Linked DNA regions of Mus musculus: all the other regions are linked to region 2. The links are chromatin contacts, called in public HiChIP or PLAC-seq and promoter capture Hi-C maps. All regions are on one chromosome and are shown on one strand. Each heading gives the region's core, a stretch centred on a gene start, on an enhancer-like site or on the middle of the called end of the contact. The rest is flanking DNA. Distances are from core to core; before and after follow the strand shown. Region 1 holds the start of Scly (selenocysteine lyase). Region 2 holds the start of Septin2 (septin 2). Region 3 holds the start of Cops8 (COP9 signalosome subunit 8). Region 4 holds the start of Per2 (period circadian clock 2). Region 5 holds the start of Ube2f (ubiquitin-conjugating enzyme E2F (putative)). Region 6 holds the start of Ilkap (integrin-linked kinase-associated serine/threonine phosphatase 2C).

Region 1 (3,501 bases), core at 745-3,244, 2.2 Mb after region 2:
GCCATAATCTCCCCTAGCATGAGGCTGACTGATGGCTGGAGGCCAGAGATGCGGCCCAACTCCAGGAAGGGAGGGAGGAAGGATCTGCCAATGGCTGGGGAGTCCCACATTCCCCTGGGTAATTTCCCAACAACTTGGAGCCATCTGCCCCTTCCAGTCCTCCAGGAACTGCCTCTAGGAAGGAGCTTTGTACTCATCTTTGCTGGAGGCTTCCCAGGGCTATGGCTGTCCCCTCCCTGGCTTTTACTGGGCAGGTCTCTCCCTGGGGCAACTTGCATTTTCAGTTTTTCTTGCCCCACCCCCACTCTACCTAAACTTTTTAAAGTCTGTGCTTCAGCAGATCTGTTTGGATGAGGCTCCAGGGTTCGATTGGAAACTGTAGGCCGCACGCAGCCTGGCCCTCTTCCTTCCCTCCCTCCCTCCCTGTCTTCCGCTGTGGACCCATTCATCATCTGACCCAAGAGTCACATGCTTAGTGTCCTCTCTAGGGAGCAAGTGATGAGCAGCTCCAGGAACAAGCAGGCTTTGTCTTCCTATGTAGGAACTTCATCCACAGGACACAGAGTTCAAAGCCCCAGAGACCCTCCCTAAGGAGAGTTATCTGCTTGTGTTCTCACCAGGGTCCCAGACCTTCGGAAATCTCTATGGTAGGCAATCGGGCCTGAAAACAGTCATTATTTCACTTGGTTTTACATCAAACCAGTGTTCAAGCCGATGCAGTGGTGAGCCAGCACACACTGCCCAACTATGTCCAGGGGAGCACGGCAGAACAGGCAGGAAGAAGCTTTCATCTCCTATCTTTGCTTTAAGTGCCACGCAGTCACCTGATCTTGCAAGGCTGGGCTTTGTAATGTGGACCTACCTGACCACCCTGGGGCTGGAATTCCCATTGCCGCAGGCTTTGCCTGTGTCCCAAGTCTGTTCCTTCCTAGAAATAAAGAGCCCCCAAAGTGCTGCACACCCATAGGCCTGCCAAGTGACTGGTTTTCCCATCTATAGCTTGGCCGAACTGGTTTATGGTTTGCATTTTATCAGCGATTGACTCTGTTATTAGCGGGCTTCCTAGAGAAAGTGAAACTGCTTAATAAACGTCTGGTATAGGCTCAAGCCACCAGGCTTAGGCCTTTATGAGACAGGTTCTCACTGTGTGATCCAAGCTGGCCTCCAAATCACAATCCTCCTGTCCTCAGTGTTGGGATTATAGGCAAGTTCCACCATATCGGAGAAGGCAGGAGTAGCCTGGACTACATATCGAGGCCTTATGGGGCTGAGGTGGAGGAGGGACCGGGGGTAAAAGAGAAAAGAGAAAGAAGAAAAAAATGAGATGGGGATGGAGAGGGGGCTTCTGGTATAACACATTCCTGGGTGGGAGAAGGCTGAGCCAGGACCTCCGGTTCCTTGCGCGCCAGGGGAGGAGGTCCCACAGCCCAGTGGACAGCAAGAGAAGGCAGGTCTCCCCCACTGTCCTGGTGCTCCTAGGGTTCCCGCCCCAAAGCCCACTTTAAACCTTCGGGTGGTCAAATGGGCCCCAAAGTCCCGTCCCCCCCCCCCGTTCCCCCCCGTCCCACAGCCACGCCATCCTAGACTCTAAGCAGCGGCGATTCTTGTAAAACGCAGATAATCGCGATTCGGCTGCCAGTTCCAACCTCCAGGAAGAGCCCATTCCCTGGGAAGAAGCCCGAAACGCGGGAGGATGATGTGGCCACACTCGGCACAGTTGTCACCCGTGGGCCCCCTTCTGCCCTCAGCTTGGGCGGTAGCCTGTTCTCTCCCGGTTCCTGTGGCCGGACGCTTCTGCGTGTCCCTTCCTCCCGCCTCACCATACACTCACTGAGGTCCCCCAGGTGTCCCTAGGCCCTGCGGGCTCCTTGAAGGGAGCGCACCTGTCGGGTAGGCTCTCCACACTGCCCAGCGCGCCATTTCGCGCCGCGTCCATCCCCCTGATCGCCGGCAGGTCACCCCAAGCCTGAGCGCCCCGAAGTCTCTGAATGGGCGGAGCCTCGGGTCCCGGAGTATCCGCATTGGCTGCGCTTCGCGCTTTGGCCAATCTGTGAGCCGCACGGGCCCTGCCTCCGCCCCTGACTGGTTGATTGGTCATGTGGGGTCAGGTGGCAGTGGGACGGAGCTGGAGACTACCTTAGTAGGGCCACCGCGCTGCCGGTCCTATCTAACCGGTCATCGGCAAAGCGCGCGCCGCTCATGGCGAGTCATCTGGGTGCTCCAGCTACTGGCACCGTGCTCTGGGAGCCCACCTCCCTGGGCTGTCACTAGTGACAGAAGGACCAGTGACTTCACCGGTCGCCGCAAAGTTCATGGAAGTAAAAGTGTTAGGATGCGCGGTGCAATGAGAGGCACCGCAGCAGCCAAGACTGAGCGCCTGGAAGGGTTGGCGGCTAGTGCTCGCTGGACATAGGATACCCCACATCCGCCTTCGCGAATGATTTAATTGCCTGAAATTAGGAAGTTATGTGTTGATACTTTTGAGGCGATCTAGATCAGAGGTGAGCTAAGCAGGGCTGTTAAAATTATGGAAGGTTATAGTCACTAGGCATGCACATGGTGCTCGTATGTAAGTGCAGACAGACGCATAAACAGACTCATACACATAAAAATCTTTTTTTAAACAATTGAAAGGCGTGAAGCAGGACAGTAGTAGTACTGGCCTTTCATCCCAGCCCTCCAGAGGCATAAGCTGGCCAATCTCTGTGAGTTCGAGGCCAGCCTGGTCTACAAAGTGAGTTCTGAACGTGTGTTTTATTTTTTATTTTTCAAGTATAATGCTAACTTTATTGTAAAATGAGATTCTCTGGGTGAAGCATCAGCAACACTAGTCCTGCCTGCCATTATGTGGATGAAAACAGCTAGACTTCTGTCTGTCAGTGAGACAGTAACAAGCACTGGATAGACATTGTAAGAAAACGGTGAACATGGCAACCGCTAATGCAGAGTGAACATTACCCAGCATGAAGTCAGTGAAAAACTGAACATGACTCTCATTGTATGGATTGAAATAAGAAAAAGAATATGGTAATTTTACCCATTACACTTTGTAAAATCAGAGACATGAATTTATAAGCAGTGCCTTTAATAAAGACGGTAATTTAATTTCAAATAAATATATTTGCTTTCTATTCCTTTATCGTGTATTTTATTATGTTTCTAGCTGGCAAAACCCACCCGATTATTGAACTCAGTAATAACCCAATCCATGATGCTCCATCTGTCATACATCTAACTCACTTTACATACACTGCAAGTTCACATAGCATCCCTATAAACTGCTAGAACCTCCCGAGCCCAGTGTGACTGGCCTTTTGGACAAGGCAAGGGAGGGTCCGTCTGAGCATCCTCAGATTCAGCCTGCTCTTCCCACAAGTGCCAACAAGGGGCAGCTCCTAGCTCTCCTGCTCCTCGTAGTGAGCGTAGCCACTGGCATAGGTCCTTCCTAAATTCAAGTTACTGAACAGATCTGATGACTCAGCATTTGAGTCCTTCCCATCT
Region 2 (3,388 bases), core at 787-3,286:
TCAAAGATATATAGTCAAACTAGAATTTTATTCTTTCACATTGCATATTTCAGATGTCAGAAGTTATTAAGTTCCTTACACTTGACCCACGGCTTCTTTATATCAGAGAGTAACACTATCACCCAATTATGAGTCAAAAGATGACTAGGTGAACAAGACCCATTTTTGCAAGTGGCATTTATAATAATGGAATACTCAAAGGACCCATCATTCATGTACACAAATTTTTACATTTGTATACATTACCCCTAATCCCCAAAGACTCCTCAGTGTAGGATCCTGAAGAGCTTTTATCCAAAGAGCCTAGACTCTCTTGCCATTTAGATTTCTTAGATTTGAAGACTGTACAAGCACATTATGCAAGACAACACTCTTAATGGAGCTTGGAGCAGCAAGCCACAAACAAAGGGAGCTTAATTACATTCACGATTGATAATAGAGGGAGGCCCCACCTCCTTTCCCTAGGCTACCCAGCAAACCCAGAAGGAGAAGCTCTTGTTCTTTACTGACCTCTGGTGCTCTGTAAAGGGGGGGGGGGGGGGGACACTAGGTGGAAAAATGATAAAAAAGGATCAGGACAACTTTTAAAACTAAAAAAATCATCCCCAAAATTAGATATAGCAGCACACACTGACAGTTTGAATGCTGGGTATTGCAAAGAATTCCTGAATGGCAACTACCAGAAAAGCCATTGAAAATAAGGAGTCTCAAATTAGAAGCATCATGAAGAAACAGCCTTTATGACCTCTTCAAAACTCCTGTTTTTCCTTATGTTAACAAGACGGATTTTAAAAATGTATCTAAGATACTAAAACAATTTTCACTACTAAGGAAAAAAAAAAAAAAACAAAAAACCTAAGTTTTTTTTCTAGACAGGGTTTCTCTGTATAGCCCTGGCTGTCCTGGAACTCACTTTGTAGACCAGTCTGGCCTCGAACTCAGAAATCCATCTGCCTCTGCCTCCCAAGTGCTGGGATTAAAGGCGTGCGCCACCACGCCCGGTTGAAAACCTAAAACTTAAATCCCTTGATAGACAGTAGGGACCCCAATATTTGACGCCAGAGAAACACTTAAACCGTCTAAAGGATATCGAATCCAGTGAGAGTCCTAACTAATAACAAGCAGCGAACAGGAACTACACAACAGATAAACATTAGACAGAGAATGTTCGAGATTAACTGCGCTCCAGACACGAGGAGTAAACTGGGTTAAAACCAGCCATAGAGACCACAACGGTCTGAACTAGAAGTTCTATGTGTTGAAAGTCTGGAAACGTAGTACAGGACAAGGCAAGGCGCCACTAACAAATGAGGCCGGAAGATACAAAAGGGCCAGGCGTGGTCTGGGCCTGCGGTCCGCTTCAGAGTTAGACTTCATGGCTTCTCAGTCAAAGGCCTCCACTCCATGCTCCCTTTCCCGTGTCACTTACAGGGCTGCAGCCCTTTGTCTAGCGTCGCACTACCTCGGGGAAGGCCACAGCAGACAAACCACTCCATAACGCTCCTGTCACTGCCTTAAATTGGGGAACTTCATTAACATCCCAGGGTGACTAGTCCTTTTCATCCCTAGGACGAAATGGCACCGTTACGTGGGAAGATGGCCCCGCAAGTGCTTCGTAGATGTGAACCTAACGCCCGACTCTCCACCACATAGTATTTGGACTGTGCGCCATAACTTCACTGGGCCCAGCCACGCCCGCCCCAATGCCCTGGACCTGGCCAGCAGGATCACCCAGATGGGGGCCGCCCGTCCAGTTGTCCTCGAAGGGACGACGCCAGCCAGGCATCCATCGCTGGAGCCCCGGACTAAGGGTGCGGCCGCCCCTCCCCCACGCGCTCACTTCCGTACCCGTTATCACCGCCTAGGCGGCCCGGGCGAGGGCAGAACTCTAGCCCTTTCTCAGGACAGCCAGCTCAACTCGAGCCCGCGCGACAGTGGGTACACATTGCCACACACTTACCCGCTCACACGCCGGAGAACGCTCGTCAGGCGAGAGCACGGACCTGCCCCGCCCAGTAGAGCGCGCGCGAACAGATGGCGTCATCGCGCCGTCCCGCCCCTTGCCAACTCCTTCCTGGGCCCCGAGTAGTCCCCTCCTCCGCGGTTGCATGCAGAGCGCAAGCGTGGACGCGATCCTGCCGTCCGCCTCTGCGCAGGCGCTGTGCCCCTCCCACGGCGGTTGGCCATATAGAGGCTGGGGGCGGGGGGAGGTCAAGCGTAGCCTCTTCTCCTTTACCAAGATGGCGTCTTGTTCCTGTTTCGCCACAGTTCCTACCTTATGAGCTTGGATTCCTCACGCTAATAAAAGAGGAGCAGGTAACGAGATTCTCCGCTTTATGGGAAACTAGAGTTGTGGGAAGGATATTTACTAAGGAGGAATAAGGTGTCCATTGAGAGCGAGAGACGACCGGGGGCGGGCAGGTGGCAGCGTGAGTGCGGAGCAGTGAAGGGGAGGGAGCCCTTTGCCTCTATCCTTTCCTCCTGGAAGATGGCGGCAGCACCGAGCTAGGAACACCGAGCCGGGATAGGCGGGCGCTTGTGACTTGCCGGCGGGCATCTCTAGCCGCCTCTGCGGCCGTCTCTATGGCGGGCTGTCGTCCCGGGATTGGCTACGTGCTGGTCACGTGGGTCTCCCCCCCCCCATGCACACCATAGAGTGGTGCCTGTCCCTGGGGACGTGGCCTTCCTGTGTGGTCGTGAGCCCATGCCCCGCGGGGGAGGGCGGAGCCGGCACGGCCCCCTACCCTCTTTCAGACTGGGGCGGGCGGAGAGATCTGCGGCATGCCCTGCTCTCTGCGACCGGCTTGAAGCTGGCTGGGAAGGTGCAGTACTGGGCTGCGGCCTGGCTCGGGTTGTCCTTCCCTTCAATCGCAGGAGGTCCCCTGGCTGGTCAGCGATCGTAAACTCCTACCTTAGGCCTTTCACCAAGGCCTTTCTATAGGAAAACACCCTAGAGTACCTCCCCAGAGAAGAAACAGCAATCGCGCAACCCTAGTGGGTGATATGCACAGTGTCGGTATTCCGAACTGTTCTGACACATGCCTTGTTGTGAGGGAGTGGTTTTTTTGTGCGTTATTACTTTGAGTAAAGTATCCCAGTGCTCGAGGCTACACTGCATATCCTGTCTGAATTAGAAGATTGGAGGGTCGACTGGGCATGTGTTTGCATACGATATAACTGAACCAAAGGAGACTGTCTTGGGTTTTATTATCTTTACAGACAAGGATAAAGCATGGGGAAAATTGGAGGGTTATAATCTTCACTTACAACTTGGCTCGCCCTTCAGCTTTGGGTTTTGCTAGTCACCTTAAGCTCTCAAACAATGACTTCACATATTTGTTGGTGTCCATTTAAAGAGCCACTTTCTTAGTAACTTTCTGAAGCCCAG
Region 3 (3,865 bases), core at 519-3,018, 2.9 Mb after region 2:
AGGTACAAACAATGTGTCCATTTCGAGGCTTTGGGTATCCCTCGCAATACAGGCATACACTGTGCTGTTATAATCTGGAGCCCTTCTCCTAGTGAGTCGTAAGACACACGATTATATGTATAATGAAGAAACTCAGTGTAGTTTCTGTAAAAATATCACAGTAGGTTTGGAACTGCACCAGGCCTCTATTCTCTAGCCCTCTCAAGCTCCTGCCTCCCACCCAGGAAGACTAATTCAAACATGTCTACCTCCCCTGGTTCTCCCAGTGTTCCTTCCCAGCCCCAGCTTTTTTGCTCCTACTGAGTACATATACAGTTGCTTTGGTTTTATTTGTTTGTTTGTTTAGATAGGGTTTCTCTGTGTAGCCCTGGCTGTACTGGAGCTGGACCTATAGACCAGACTGACCTCAAACTCAGAGATCTGCCTGCCTCTGGCTCCCAAGTGGGAGGATTAAAGGTGTGCGCCACCACCCAGTTTCTGAGTAAATATAAGTAAAAAGAAAAAAAAAACATGATTTTTTTTTTAAACTCCATTGGTTCTTGATGCTAATTTCTCACAAGAACTTACCATGTTTTTAGGTGTATGTAAGACATACACGACAAGAAAAATATCGAGCTTATTTATTCTTAATTATGACAAAAAGGGAAACAGATATAACAGGATTACAGTAAAAGACACCTATCTGCTGCATGTACTCCTGCATCATCTCAAGGAAGCTTTTCGTTTTAGGTAAAAGGTGCTACTTACATGTCGTTCTGGAGCAAGTACAAAGCTAGAAGCTGACCGTACACTGGCGGTGTGGCAATTCCTCCAGGAGCCTAGAGAGCGAAAAAAGAGGGGAAAGCCTCACTTCCTAATACACTTTCAGAAAAGAGAAAATGAAAACTTAAAAAGTAAGTTTTCCAGCACTACTATAGATGCAGAAAAATGCTTAGGGAAGTATCAAAGGTTAAAACCTGAGTTTAGATCTGTTGTGAGCTGTCATTTATCTGCAGTTGGATATCAGTTTCTTTCCATAGTCACAAATATGTAAGTGACATTACCTCGGAAGGTCAGGTCTCAAATTAAAAAAAAGGGGGGGGGGACTACTTCCAACAGGTTCTTAATGCACTATTTTTCTGGCCGTTATCTTAAAAGCTTAAGTAAGCTTAAGACAGAAGACTACCAAAAGGTAGTTATAGAGGCCTGTCTCTCTTCAATCTTTATTCATTCAGCAAGGTCTGCTAAAGGCTCATCCGCAAGCTGCTGCTGTCTCCTTTAGTCCGTGAGCCCCCGCCCTCCCTTTTTTTTTTCCTTTTTCTTTCTTTTTTATTTTTATTTTTTATTTTTGGGGTTTTCATAGTTCAAGCTGGCTTCGAATTCACCGGCAATCCTCTCGCCTCCGCCTGACGTGTGCCCACCGGAGTCCTGTGCCACTGCGCCCAGCCTATTTAGCGAACTTAACTTAACGTTACAAATGGAAGCAGCATCTCTTGATGAACCCGGAGTGTGCGCCCCGCAGGCCGCGGCCCGGCCCGTTACCCTGGAAACGGCGCCCACCCGACCGCCCCACCCTGCGGCGCTACCTCGAGTTCCTGGTTCTCGCACTGATCCAACAGCTTTCTGAAACTGAAGGCGTTGTCCGCCATCACCGCCACTGGCATCTTCCCGGCCGCTCTCGCCGCCACCACCTCTGCCAGACCAAAGCACAAGCTGGCCCTCGGGGCGTCGCGCCCGCGATGAGGTAAAGGAGCTGCCTCTCAGTACGCATGGGCGAGCGTGTCGTCACTTCCCGAGCGACGCCGTAGCGGAATACAAGGGCGGCGAGCGCTCTGCCCCAACGTCTCGGTGCTCTGGAGGACCCGCCCCAGGCTAGGACGAACCGGCTTTCTGAGTCAGAGCCCTGCGATCCGGAAGGGTTCGGCTGCGGCTCGGATTATCCGCACGGGGAAATGATAACGGGACTACATTTTTCCACAACCAAAGTTGCCGTGGGAGAACAGTAAAACCGTTGGACCTCCACGTGTTTCGAGAGCGCTGAACTGTACTTCTTCTAAGCTAAAGTGTTACATACAAGTCCAAGAAACTCCAAACCTGAAACTCTTCTTGGTTTGGGTTATGCACACACCCCTCTTCTAACAATTCACTTAGCAGCCTGACTCTCACCTACACCTACTATGCGCACGCGCACGCGCACACACACACACACACACACACACACACACACACACACCTTTTTCTGAAAAAAAAAAAAAAAAAATCACCTAGCAATTGTCAGCAAACCAGGACCCCTGTTCACAACCTGCATGGAACTGCATGCAGACAAACCCTCTCCAAGTAATGGGATAAGTTTCTTCGCTCTCTGCGGACCATCGAACAGATTCTATTCAGTAATAATCCAGTTAGGTGCATTATGAGGCCAGGAGGTCTGATCTAGCCTGAATTGGTTTTAGGTGCCTGCCCAGGAGGGTGAACCATGTCTTCTAAGTGAATTTGCTGAGAGAAACTCCTATTTACTGTCTTCTGCCTGTGCGTGCTTGTGAACGCTTTTGATTAAAATCAAATACATTTTAATAATAAAATTATTTAATAAAATTCAATAATTTTACATATTGAGACATGCACAATAGAAAAGGGAGGTAACATAACTAAATTGTTTTTTCTGTTTTTGTTTTGTTTTTGGTGTGTGTGTGTGTGTGTGTGTGTGTTTTGGTTTTTCGAGACAGGGTTTCTCTGTATGGCCCTGGCTGTCCTGGAACTCACCCTGTAGACCAGGCTGGCCTCTGCCTCCCAAGTGCTTGGATTAAAGGCTTGTGCCACCACTGTCCGGCAAAATTTTTCAATCAAAACAGAATGCAGTGCTCCTTAGCAATAAGACTCCTCTCAAAGCTCATAAAAACCCCAAACAGTAATTGGGGCTCTAGAGTATGCTGGCTCATGTGGCCAGCGGTCACTCTTGACAGCATATTTCTTTCTGATCTGTAGTATGGCTTTGCTTTTGCATAAAGTTTCCTTGCTACTTTGCAAACCTGGGTGCCTGAATTTCAGTTCTGGGCATGAGAGGTAAAAACACCCAGCCAGACCCTAGTCAGTGCTCAGACACAGCAAGCAATGGTCCGGACACCACACCTGCCCCCTGCTGTCTTCTCTGGCAGAACTGGAGACTGGAACACAGGCCTCGTGCATAGTTTTAGCACTGAGCTGTGCCCCCGGGTCTCCTTTTACTTACTGGTAGACAAGGTCTTACTAAGTAGCCCAGGCTGGCCTTGAACTTTTGGAAAAGCTCCAAACCTAACTCTCACTTCTCTCTCTGCCTGCCTCAGGCTCAGCAGACCAGCACAGTGTTATCACCTGTGTACCTGTGTACATCTCATGTGCGCGTGCACACATACACACATACACAGACACACACAGACACACCAGAGACACACACAGAGACACACAGACACACATACACACAGACACACACAGACACACACAGACACACACACACACACACACACACACACACACACAAGGTGAGTGAAGTCTTTCTAGCCTGGGCCAGTGGTGTGCCCGACCTTTCCTGGTCTCCTGATAAGCAAGTCCCCCTTCACTATTCCCTGCCCAACGTCTTTTCTTTGAAGCACACACCATACCTTTTTGTTCTTCTGCTCAAACGCATGTGAACAAAAGTTCCCATAAAGAAGCTATCCCTTACAGACTAATTGACTGACTGATTAACGTTTCAGGGGTTGGGAAGAGGTTGGGGGGTTGCAGGTTCATAGTATAATGGTACTTTATCCTGGCCTGTCTTCTGTTCCCTTGACAGCTAGCCCTTGCCCAGGTGTGTCTGACCTAATAGCCTTCTGACTGTTGAGCGAAACCATTTGAAATATCGTAACTC
Region 4 (3,857 bases), core at 335-2,834, 2.0 Mb after region 2:
ACCATTGCCGTCAATGTAAGCGAGGAAACAAAAGGCCCTTTGGGTGTGTGCAGGGTGCAGCTTGGCCCAGCTCTGCTCAGTGTTTGTGTGTGTTGGGGAGTGTGGTGAGGTGTCAGTGTCAGAGGAACCAGAGGTGCTGCCCTGCCCCCTGCAGTGTGAGTCAACATCTGGCTTCCCAGGGCTTCTTTGGAAAGGGCTGCTGAAATGAACTTAGTCTCTGCCCCCATCTGCATCTGAGGAATTGCATGCCTGTCCTGCCAGGCAGACAGAAAGAAGTAGCTCCCACACGGAATTCTTGAATGTGGGTTAGCCGGCTGTGTACACCAGCAGCTCAGTTTGTTAGCAGACTTCTGTTGCTAATGTTTGCCTCCTTTCCATTCCTGGTTCCTAGGACACCCCAGGGGAAGATTCAGAGTAGTGGATGCTACTAGGCTTCAAGTTCCCTGGCAATGACAAATGACCTTTTTACCCTTGGAAGACGTGACAAGCTTGCCTTCTCCATCACACCTTGCATGAGTCTTTAGGTTGTTCTCTGTCAGCCTCAAACCCGCTCCGAGGAAACTTCTACTCCCTCCTTTGACCCTTTGGACAGGAGCCTGAACGCTTTAGTAGGCTTCCAGACAGTGCTCTTGAAAGAACCAAATAGCTTCAACCAAGGTTCCACAGGGGCAGGGCTGTCCTATCACTGGAGGAGTACCCTCCCCTGACTAGCTAGTGTCTGTAGCTTCCACTTCAGAAAAGCCCTGCTGTTCCAGATGCACACCCCGCTTCCATAGTTCCTGTAAGGTTAATAAACTACACCACCGCATTTGGTTAAGCTTCCCTGTAGAACGTCAGTCTTCTCTCCCTATGTGATTGAGGGCAGGAAGAAATCACTTCTTTCCTTTGTATCTCTGCACGGCAATTATGACCTTATTTCCTGAATCAACACTAACTAGCAACACGCAGTTTCAGAAACAAGAAAGGCTAAGTGGGAGTTTTGTGCTTTGGCCCATCTGGAATGACGGTCAGCCTGGGGGGCCTGTCCTAGGGTCACCCAGCCTGTCCTGGGAAGGTGCTCAGCAGCAGATCCAGAGGGGCCGTCCTATTTGCCCTCAAGCGTCTCGCCATGAATGAATGAGAGGGGAAATGAATGAACTGGGCTGGATGAGCGAAAGGTGTCAGCAGAGAGCATTCTCGGTCCTTCGGATTACCGAGGCTGGTCACGTCGTCGCAGGTGATAGGCCGGTGGCCCTGGTCTCTGCCGGCTGTGAGTTGCGCAGCGGCCAAGCACCATTCCCCCGCGCCGCAGTGGTACGCGCCACTCCGGGGCTGCACGAGCGGGCCACCGCCGTGCCAGGTGAATGGAAGTCCCGCAGGCCGGAAGTGGACGAGCCTACTCGCCCGGGCGCGGGGGGGCGCAAGAGCGCGCAGCATCTTCATTGAGGAACCCGGGCGGCGAACATGGAGTTCCATGTGCGTCTTATGTAAAGAGAGCGACGGGCGTCTCCACCAATTGATGAGCGTAGCTCTCAGGTTCCGCCCCGCCAGTATGCAAATGAGGTGGCACTCCGACCAATGGCGCGCGCAGGGGCGGGCTCAGCGCGCGCGGTCACGTTTTCCACTATGTGACAGCGGAGGGCGACGCGGCGGCAGCGGCGCTACTGGGACTAGCGGCTCCGGGCGGCTGCGGCGCAGGCCGAGCGCACCAAGTGACGGGCCGAGCAAGGGACAGACGCGCGGGTTGACGCGGCGAAGCGGTGAGTGGCGCGGCGCTGGGCGGTGGCGCGGTGCTGGGCGGTGGCGCGGACCTGGACGGCCGTGGTCGTCTTACGTAACCGGCGGCTCGGACAGCTGGAGCTGGGGTCCTGAGCCAGGAGTTGCCGACTGTGCAAACGGCTGCAACTCGGCAGAATGTAGATGGAACTGCGCGGTGACCCTTTTCCAGGTTCACACTGCTGTCCCCATTTCTCAGGTTAGGCACTGAGGTCGGAGAGATTAGTTAGGCATCTTGTCCGAGGACACAGAGACATTGAGTGATCACGACACCAGACTGAGCACGCCGACTCCCATGGTGCTGTCCAAGGAAGCCAGGGTCAGTGCAAACTGTTCCTAGGATGGGTCCAGAGGGTCCCCTAAGGAGCTGGCTTCCTGCTATGAGTTCAGAGAGTCAAGTCTGGCCCTGGGGGAAGGACCACTGGTAGGCACTGACTCCCAGCGGTGGGAAAGGGGTTAAACAGAGAAATACCCAGTGCCAAGCCACACCTGCCCCTCCCCGCCCCTATGTCAGGGAGACCACTTTGTCCACCCACTTTGATTTCCGTGGCATCCTCCACGCCAGTATTTCCTGTCTCCAGATGGACTGGGAGTATGTCAGGAGAGGGGGGAGAGGTCCACTCTTAAGCTGGAGCAGTCACATCGTCATCCTTTGAGACATACCTTGGCTGCCAAGCACAGACATGGACCAAGAGGTGGGCGGTGGCCTGCTTCTTCTGCAAGAACCCTGGTTGCCAGGGTTTCTGTAACGTATACACAAGGAACCAGTTTGGAAAGCTGATTCATACGGAACAAGGGAGCCAGAAGGCTCCCTGGAAATCATCCAGGGTAACCCCTAGCTTGAAGAGGCACAGCCACAGGCTGGCAAGCTGTACCACTGTAAAAACCAGGCCTGGCAGTCTCAGGATCTGTTTCTCCTCCTTGGTCCACATGCTTACCAGAGGTGCAAACCTGAAGGGAAGCATGTCCACTCTGTCTTAGTCTCTGGAGTCTAGGTCGGATTCGTCTGATAACCAGAGTCTGTCTGCCTCAAGGCTTTAATTTAAAAAAGTCGGTTTTGTGTGTGTGTGTGTGTGTGTTTTAAGATATGGAAAGCACCACTTTGTGTACGTTGTTGGAATCTAAGAAAGCCAGGGACTCCTTTATTTTAATGGTAGCTGTACAGTGTGCCCGAATGGAATGGTACTGTGGGTGGCTGCAGTTATCTGTCACTGTCATCTTGGTGTGATTCATTGGTACATAAGTGGCGCAGCTCAGGCTGTGTGTGGAGGCTGGAGTACTGAGCAATGAGGGAGCCCTGCATCAGCCAGCTGGCAGCTACTGGGTACCTCGGCTTACCCTGGGCTCCAGTTTCCTCATCTGAGACAGTCTCTGAGATCTGGCCCTGTGCACGTTTGGAGTTCTGTATCTGCAGACCCTTTTCTCAGGCACCTGCCTAACTAAGATGTGAGAAGTTTGTGAAACCCTGCTGGTGTCACATAACGTCCCTGTGTGAGACGTAGCTGCTGTGCTTAAATGAACTAGGAGAGGTTCCTGATATTTATACAGCTCCTCTCTCAAACTCCAAACCTAGAAAACCCTGAGAGGTATGGGAGCCTATTATAATGGTATAATTTCCTCCAATCTCAGTGGACCCCCGGCTCCAGCTCTGAGGAGCTGGTGAATGGCTGAGCATGGAGAAAGAAGAAAGAGCCTCACTAGATATTGGAGTGACCCTTGAAAATGACTGTGTTAAGTGACTAGAAACGCATAGCCCACAGCCCTGCGGAACCCTCTTCACCCAATGCTTGTGGGAAGCTGCTTAGCACCAGACTCCTGGGAGAACAAGTGGGTGCAGAGAGCCTCTGCTGGCCTGTCCCCAAGCCATGGCACTTCCCACTGGGGATGTGGCCCTCACGTGAAGCCTTTTGCTCATGGAGTATGATCCTAACAAGCCGGTCACTATAGGCAACTCTAGAGTCTAGAGCAAGTTAGAAGCAGGGAGAGAGCCACACAATTGACTTTTAAAAATTTAATTATTTCTGTGTGTATATGTATCATGTGTGTGGAGAGATCAGAGGACAAGTTGAAGGCCTTAGTTCTAGGGCTCAGACTCAGGTTGT
Region 5 (3,381 bases), core at 218-2,717, 2.2 Mb after region 2:
TCTCCACAAAGGGATCAAACAAAAAAAAAATTACTCAAACTATCAAAAGGGTAGAAGCTGCCTCAGAATTCTCGTTCCCTCCTCAACACGTCCCACCTCTGGAAAACCCCACTTTGACCCAAACTTCCCTTTGCTCGAAAATCACACTGTGACTAAGGCAGTATTTTGGGAACCGATCAGCTATTCTGAACAGCATGCTCAGTTTCCAACTCCACAAGTTGTATTTGGCCCAGTTAGTTCCTCCTCTGGGTGGGACCAACTTTTAGGGCATCCAAAGAGGACTGCAACTTGTTATTTACCAGTCTCATCAAGTCATGTTTATTCAGCATTCCTATGTGCTGTGCTGAAATCAGGCTGGTGTGACCTATGCAGGGCCAGTTGGCTCACAGTGAGGCTAACTCCTCACTGACAGCTCCAATCTAAGCCATTTAAGAGAACTAGGGGCCACTAGGGCCGTTTAACCTTCCAAGCTGAAAGAAACAGATCGGGACTTAAACCGTACAGCATGAGTGTCCAAGGGTATCTAACCTGCCAGGCTTACTGACTGACCACTTCTGGAGCTCATCTTTGATTTTGGGTACTGAATATCAAGTTAATTTTGTCCAGGTACTCCTGTTAATTCTGTTCCTGAAGCTCCCCACAATCACTATCCTTAATTTCCTATGACTCTGCCTACTGCCCAGCTCCCCACATTCGGCCCAAACAGCTAGGAAGCCTCGGCACCAGGCCCAGCCACCTCACTGTTTTTCAACACCACCCTGCTCATTTCTGGAACCTTCGGTTCAATCTGATAACCAGGTCTTGGGATGCCCTCTTTCCCTTCACCGCCAAGCCCGACTAGGTTCTTAAGGAGAGCAGATTTTTACCCACAGGCCAAGAGCCCCTCCGGGAAGCCTTCCCCAGCAACTCCAACCCACCGGCAGCGCCGAGGAGTGGGTCCAATGCCCACCGGAGACGGAGGAAACTGAGCCGGCCGAGGAGAAGGCCACACCCCGGGTGACACGCCGCGGAACCGGGTCAGGGACCGAACCGGGCCAGGCGGGCCGGCCGCCCCTCCTCCCCGCCGTCGCCGTGGCGGGCCGCGTCCACCTCCCGCTTCCCTTCAGGGGCAGCGGCCTCCCCGCCGCGGCCTCGGCCTCGGCCTCCCGGACGGCCCGAGCTCCGCACCGTGACCTTGCGGGCGGCGGCACGGGGTCCGCCTCGGCCCGGCCCTCTAGAGCCGCCGGGGCTCGCTGCCCGCCCAGCGCTTCCCGTCAGCCGCCGACCTCGCGGTCCGGCCTGGCGCTCGGCGACAGGAGCCTCGGCCTCAGTCCAGCCCGCGCGACCAGCTTACCTGAGCACCGCGAGTCAGGCGAGGCGAGCCGGCACCCAAAACCATGCCCGGCGGAGCAGCGGCACTGAGTCGCGCTGGCCTTCACAGCCGCACCGGCTCCCGGCGGCGAGACCGGAAGTGGCGGGGCGGGGACTGCGCCGTGACCGCAGTGGGCACTTTAAAAAAAAAATTCAAAGCTACAAAAGAACTTTATTGGCAGCTCCACTCGTGGACAGTCACAGGACATACACAGGTCAACTAGTCGGCCCTCGTTCATTGGTGAAGAGCACGGCCTGAGGGTGGGCCATGTGTCAAGACCTTTGCTGATTGGTCACCGAAGCGCAAGCATCCCCGACCGCCTAGCGGCCTTCCGGTTTGTTTCCATTCATTTAGCGGCTTGCTTCCCTAGGAATATCGTACTAGTGCAGTGCCTGCTGGTGGAGCTAAGTTCCTGTGCCCGGCACCATTCCTGAACGCAAAGAATCCGACCGGTTTGCAGCTGCGTTAAGGCCATGGGATAGTTAGAGGTGGCTGCTGGGTGTGAGGACACTCTTCCTGCTCCTTATTTTTTTAATTTCTCATATTCCTATATGCACTTTTAAAAATCTACTTCAGGCCGGGAGTTCCGGCGCATACCTCAGTCCCGGCGCTCAGAGACAAGAGGAAGGCCTGGTCTACATAGTGAATTCCAGGACAGCCAGAGATATGTAGAGAGACCCTACCTCCTGAGGCCTTGGGGTTCCATGTGCAGCATCCTACTTGCAGCTCGTGTGGTATGCATTCTCAGTCCCTGTGGGACTGGAGATAGCCTACTTTGGGAGAGAATTCGGCAAGACTCCTAGAGAGGTAGGGCCTTGGAAAGAGGATATTTTCTGTGGAAAAGAACAAGGAGCGTCAGGTTTCCAGTGATTTTCTTAGCAATTCTGGGGAATGAATCTCAGGAGGTCTCACATGCAAAGCACTACCTTTGAGCTACCCGCCCCCTCCCCCCGCCTCCCCCCCCCCCCCGTCTCCCCCCTCCCCCCACACCCTAGACCCTAAGATTTCTTTTGAAATGAGGCACTTGGGTTCAGGGAGTAAAGCGTTTGTCAGCATGAGGACCTGTTTCCAAACTCGGGAAGATGTGAGGCAGAGGAGTCCTCAGATTAGGACCAAGTACCCTGACTTCCATTGAGGGGAAGAGATCCCCCGCAGAGCTGGGTTGCACATAGGAGTTGGAGGCCAGCCTAGATAACATAGAGTTCCAAACAAGCCAAGGTTACTCAATGAGATCCTGTAAACACAAACAAACAAAAAAGTGGAAGAAAGTTATCCTTTGACCACCCCATGTGGCACATGGCTACACACGCTCAAGCTTCCATCAGATACACACTCCTGCACAGATAGAAAGGGTAAAAGGCAGCCAGGCCTAGTGGTACACGGCTTTAATTCTAGCATTTGGGGAAGCAGAGGCAGACCTGCCAGACTGGTCTACATAGTGAATTCCTGGGCAACCTGAGCTACATAGTGAGATCCTGTCTCAATAAACAAACAAATAAGGCTTTTGATCTAAGGGAGGTTGCAAACACAGAAGAGATGGTACTGGTATTAATCAGCGTCCTCTAGAGTCACAGAGCTTATGGAATGTCTCTCTATATTAAGGGATTTTCATTGTGATCCAGATCAGAAACTTGTGTCTTCCAGCCTTAACATCTGGATCACGGGTGTGTCCTCCAATTTTGATTGTAGTTCATTCCAGATATAGTCAAGTTGATAACCAGGAATAGCCATTATAGTACTCAAGTGAACTCTTTATGACAAGCTGCCTCATTCTTTCAGGAAAACACCTTTGCTCAGCTAACGCTTGTCTTGTTTTCCTAAGCTTAAACAGCACTTTCTTACGGCTCCTCACCCCGGCACCCCCTCTTGCTCTCCCCGCTCTTCTTTGGACCCATGGCAGGTGTTCAGAACCAGTGTTATTGGGCAAGTACTGCATGAGTTTGTGCAAAGTTCTGGTGAGAAAAGATAAGGGCTTGAAGAGGCAGATACAGCTGGAACAGCTGAACCAATACGCCTGACTCTCAACATTG
Region 6 (3,856 bases), core at 552-3,051, 2.1 Mb after region 2:
TCCTGGTCCCTTTCTGATGTCCTTCCACTCTGTTTCCTATACATCATGAACTGAAGACCCTCCCCTATCACATACTCCTATTGCCATGCTTTCTGCCCAAGTATCTTAAGTCAAGCAACAGACTAAGGAAAAGATTTGTAGGAGAGAAAATGAAATCTGTCAGGGAGTTGAGGTACTGTGATTACCCATAACCCGTTCTTGGCACTTAGTGGAACCCAGAGATCTATTGGTGGTAGGAAAATTAACGAGTCATGTCCAAAGGTGCAGCAGTTCAAGCCTGGTGTGCATGGAGATTATGAAGGGAAAGAGAACAGAAGAGAACTTAGGGTCAGGTCAGAATTCCAATTGCCAGGGGTGGTGACAGAGATTTATATATAGTCCTAGCACTGGGGAGGTAGAGGCATTGTGAGTTCAAGTCCAGCCTGGCCTACTGAGCAAGTTCTTGTCTCCACAAAAGATTTTATTTAGCAGCCAGAAGTTGAGCTGTAAACCAGGTAGAGATGGAGTAATGATTAGAGATGTCCATACATATGAGGGAAAGACAGGCCACATGGCAAACACTGCCAGAATTCATGTGGAATGGTGGCCGACGAGTCTATTTGCAGGAGTGGGAAATCAAGTTTAGTGTGGTGATTTGAATATGCTTGGCCCTCAGAGTGGCACTATTAGGAGGTGTGGCCTTGTTGGAAGAGGTGTGATCTAATTGGTGGAAGTGTGTCACTTTAGGGGTGGGCTTCAAGACCCTCCTCCTACCTGCCTGAGGAAAGTCTGCTCCTGGCTTCCTTTGGATGAAAATGTAGAACTCTCAGGTCCTCCAACGCCGTGCCTACTTGAATGCTGCCATGCTTCCTGCCATGATGATAAAGGACTGTATCTCTAAACCTGTAAGCTAGCCCCAATTGTTGTCTTTTATAAGAGTTTCCTAGGTCATGGAGTCTGTTCACAGCAATGGAAACCCTAAGACACTTAGCAAGAGCTGCTTTAAAAACATAGTGATATCAAGTTGGGATGGGCTGAGAAGTGTATGAGATATATGGACAAAAGACAAAGTGCTGTTATTTCAAAATCCTACATCTGTCAAGGAAGAGACAGTTCTGTCTGAGTGCAGTAAAAACTTCAAACAGTGGCTTGGAGGTCAGCTGGGTGGATCCACCTATTGCAGCTAGAGAATATCTGGTCTACATTTGCAAGGAAGCAATGACTTGTTACCTACTGCACCAAGAAGTCCACACAACACTGGCAAAAAAACCAAAAACAACAACAAACAAAAAAAACAGGTAAGGTGGTGTTGGAAAGGGCTGGTAGGATTGGGGTGTGTAGTCAATAAATTTGGGTACCTTTAAGGAAGTGAAGTCTTTGTGGATTGTATGGTAGGAAGAGGAATTAATTCCATGAGTGGCTCTTTTCTGAGACCAGGGAAAATACACAACACAACTTTGTAATTGGTAAAGCGTCATAAATTTGGTGGCTGAGATGAGGGATGTTTGTCACTTTTGTGGCTTGGCCAGTGATGGTGTTTTTTTCTGGTCTCTATCCCAGTGGGACAGCTGAGACCCCGCTGGGCGCCATCCTGCTCCCGGGCGGTCAGAAGGTGCTTTGCCTGCTCGGTCACACAGGGAACAGTGGACAGGTGCAGACCCGCCTCTCCGGCCAAAAGCCTGTCTGGATGTCAGGCTCGGCGCCACTCCTCCCTTCTTTCCGGGGAAACGCCATAACAATTTATCACGGGACCTAATGCCCAGGCCAAGAGCGCCCGTGCGCTTGCGCAGCCCACCCCCGCCCCGCCCCCGCGCGTAGCACTCTGGGGCGGCGGCTGGGCGGCGCGCGATTGGCAGGGTCTCCCGCGGTGAGTGACGGCGCCGCCGCCGCCGCCGCCGCCCAGGGTAGCGCGGAGCCTCCGCTCCACTGCCCCGCCGCCATGGACCTCTTCGGGGACCTGCCGGAGCCCGAGCGCGCGCCGCGGCCATCTGCCGGTAAGCGGCGCGGGGGAAAAGGGCGGCGCCGGGATGCGCTGCCTCCGCCATCTTCGCGCCACCGCCGCCTCAGTCTCGGCCTGTGGCTCCCGAGGCCGCAGCGACCGCGCGGTCCCTGTCCAGGCCTCGCGTGGCACACGCACGAAGTCCCGCGCCGAAGGGTCGGGGCACTCTGGCTTTAATTTGGCTACAGCAAGACTCCCAGCGGAATGTCCTGGTCCCGGGCCTGTTTGCGTCCTGGAAACCCCGAGAACTTAACAAGTTTCCGACTTCCAGCCCCTTGGTGCGGGGCGCCTGCACAGCCAATGCAGGGCGCTACGGCTAGATAACCGAGGCCGGGGATGGGGGGTGGCGTCTGCAGCCCACGTTTTGGGAAGGTCTTTGGCACGGAATAGGAAGGTGAAGAGGACCCAGCCTTTGCCTTCAGAGAGTTCAGTTCTGATCGCAGAGGCATAGGTTAAAAACCGTGGGAAACGCCAAGCGTCCGGAGTAACGGTACCCGAAGACTAGTGAGAAAGACCTGGGAAGGAGGCGGCCTTTAGCGAGGGCTTCGGCTGATGGTTTCCAGAGATTCTAGGCAAGGAAACAATGTTCAAAAGTGGGAGGGCTCAGATCTCCAGCTTGGCAGAGCGGGACGGGCTAGCATGGAAGAATGCTGGAGCTTGGGGTTATGAGAAGGTATTGACCTGTCCTCTTCACACCTGTGCTTTGGTTTTTAACCTGCGCACCTCCAGACTCCTGAGATGCTTTGTAGTGTCCTCTTTTTGCAGTTGTTCCTGGTAGTGGCACCGTTACGTACCCCCACCAACCACTCTGATGGTACAGAAGCTTCTAAGTAACTAGGCCTTGAGACTGAGTTTGATTCAGCCATGCTTTTTGAAGATAACCACCGTTACAGTTGTGAGTAAAGCTGGCCTCATACAGGCAGCCTTGCATCTGTCACTGGAGTATAACCTGTGTCTGAATGTGCTCGGACCAGAGTTTGGATTGCCAGATGTGCCTAGAAATCTGTCATCATTAGTAGTCCCTATTGCTTTTTATCCAAAGTTATTTTGGGTCTTCTCCGTGGTCAAGGCTCTCTTGACATGACCTAAAACCTTAAACTCAACTTGGGACTTAGCAGATACATGCGTTCCCCATGCCCCTTCCCTCCCTCCCTCTCTCCCCCTCTCCCCCCCAAACATATTGAGTAATCTGAAATAAACTCACTCCTATCCACTACAGGGGGTGGGGGAGACACAAAAACACATTCCAAGAATAATTATGTGTTTTGAAGAAACTGAGGTCACAAGACTCTTGTCTTGTTTTCTCACAGGCACTTAGAATTCTCCTCACAGGACTCCATTCTCAGACCATGTTCCGACACCATACTTTGCTTTAGTAAATGGTGTTGGTTGTTATGTAGTCATAAGAATAAGACTAAATTGCATACTGACCCTGCTCATGCATGGGTAAGTATAACAAATTTTCCAAAATAGTACTGGGAGCAATTAAGAAATAAGTCTAGTCATTTTCACATACTATAGGAAGATGTGTGGACAATGGAAACTGCTGTGTCTTCAGATCAAGCTTTGCACTGCCTTTGACCTTCAGGAACCGCTGGCAAATGTGTGTAATAAGTGATGCCTCCTGCAGATACTATGTGGAATAAAGAGAACCTGTGCGTTTGGTAGAATGCATGGCCCAGGTTCGATTCTATGGTCAGGGATTTGTAGATGATGGCTGGTGACATCCCTAGGATCTGCACTGTAACCACAACATAAAGGGACAGTTGTACTGATTCTGTAGAAAGTATGAGGTGTGTGGCATATGGCGCCACCACTCAGCACAGCAGCCATGTTTTGTTTCATTCTTTTGGTTGTGTGTTTTTTTTGTTTTTGTTT

Evidence for each region. Promoter capture Hi-C pulls out the DNA fragments that hold promoters and counts their contacts. HiChIP or PLAC-seq counts read pairs in DNA pulled down with a chosen protein or histone mark.
Region 1: a promoter capture Hi-C map of pre-B cells shows a contact between it and region 2, with 4 times the contacts expected there. The contact joins the promoter of Scly here to the promoter of Septin2 in region 2. A contact is called at or near these places in 2 of 39 promoter capture datasets (liver and pre-B cells) and 1 of 484 Hi-C or Micro-C datasets (B cells).
Region 3: a contact with region 2 is called in a promoter capture Hi-C map of pre-B cells, with 5 times the contacts expected there. The contact joins the promoter of Cops8 here to the promoter of Septin2 in region 2. A contact is called at or near these places in 2 of 39 promoter capture datasets (neutrophils and pre-B cells) and 1 of 9 other capture datasets (liver).
Region 4: a contact with region 2 is called in a promoter capture Hi-C map of neutrophils, with 4 times the contacts expected there. The contact joins the promoter of Per2 here to the promoter of Septin2 in region 2. A contact is called at or near these places in 6 of 39 promoter capture datasets (erythroid cells, hematopoietic stem and progenitor cells, hippocampal neurons and 3 more).
Region 5: a contact with region 2 is called in an H3K27ac HiChIP or PLAC-seq map of bone marrow-derived dendritic cells, with 11 times the contacts expected there. The contact joins the promoter of Ube2f here to the promoter of Septin2 in region 2. A contact is called at or near these places in 1 of 39 promoter capture datasets (liver) and 1 of 115 datasets of contacts at active chromatin or transcription factors (bone marrow-derived dendritic cells).
Region 6: a promoter capture Hi-C map of pre-B cells shows a contact between it and region 2, with 4 times the contacts expected there. The contact joins the promoter of Ilkap here to the promoter of Septin2 in region 2. A contact is called at or near these places in 3 of 39 promoter capture datasets (hippocampal neurons, liver and pre-B cells), 1 of 484 Hi-C or Micro-C datasets (B cells) and 1 of 9 other capture datasets (liver).

Annotation. Positions count from the first base shown.
Region 1 is chr1:91,296,831-91,300,331 of GRCm38.p6, reverse strand. Scly (selenocysteine lyase) reads right to left here and starts at 1,994. Exons shown (of 12, transcript NM_016717.3): 1 at 1,884-1,994. The coding sequence starts at 1,936. It also overlaps the pseudogene Gm7785.
Region 2 is chr1:93,477,641-93,481,028 of GRCm38.p6, reverse strand. Septin2 (septin 2) reads right to left here and starts at 2,036. Exons shown (of 13, transcript NM_010891.2): 1 at 1,961-2,036. It also overlaps a transcript of Hdlbp not described here.
Region 3 is chr1:90,601,328-90,605,192 of GRCm38.p6, reverse strand. Cops8 (COP9 signalosome subunit 8) reads right to left here and starts at 1,768. Exons shown (of 8, transcript NM_133805.3): 1 at 1,566-1,768; 2 at 748-818. The coding sequence starts at 1,643.
Region 4 is chr1:91,457,055-91,460,911 of GRCm38.p6, reverse strand. It overlaps Per2 (period circadian clock 2), which reads left to right and starts at 1,584. Exons shown (of 23, transcript NM_011066.3): 1 at 1,584-1,739. Gm35591 (a long non-coding RNA gene) reads right to left here. Exons shown (of 3, transcript XR_003948694.1): 3 at 3,142-3,857.
Region 5 is chr1:91,248,390-91,251,770 of GRCm38.p6, reverse strand. Ube2f (ubiquitin-conjugating enzyme E2F (putative)) reads right to left here and starts at 1,467. Exons shown (of 10, transcript NM_026454.4): 1 at 1,334-1,467.
Region 6 is chr1:91,396,768-91,400,623 of GRCm38.p6, reverse strand. It overlaps Ilkap (integrin-linked kinase-associated serine/threonine phosphatase 2C), which reads left to right and starts at 1,801. Exons shown (of 12, transcript NM_023343.3): 1 at 1,801-1,973. The coding sequence starts at 1,919.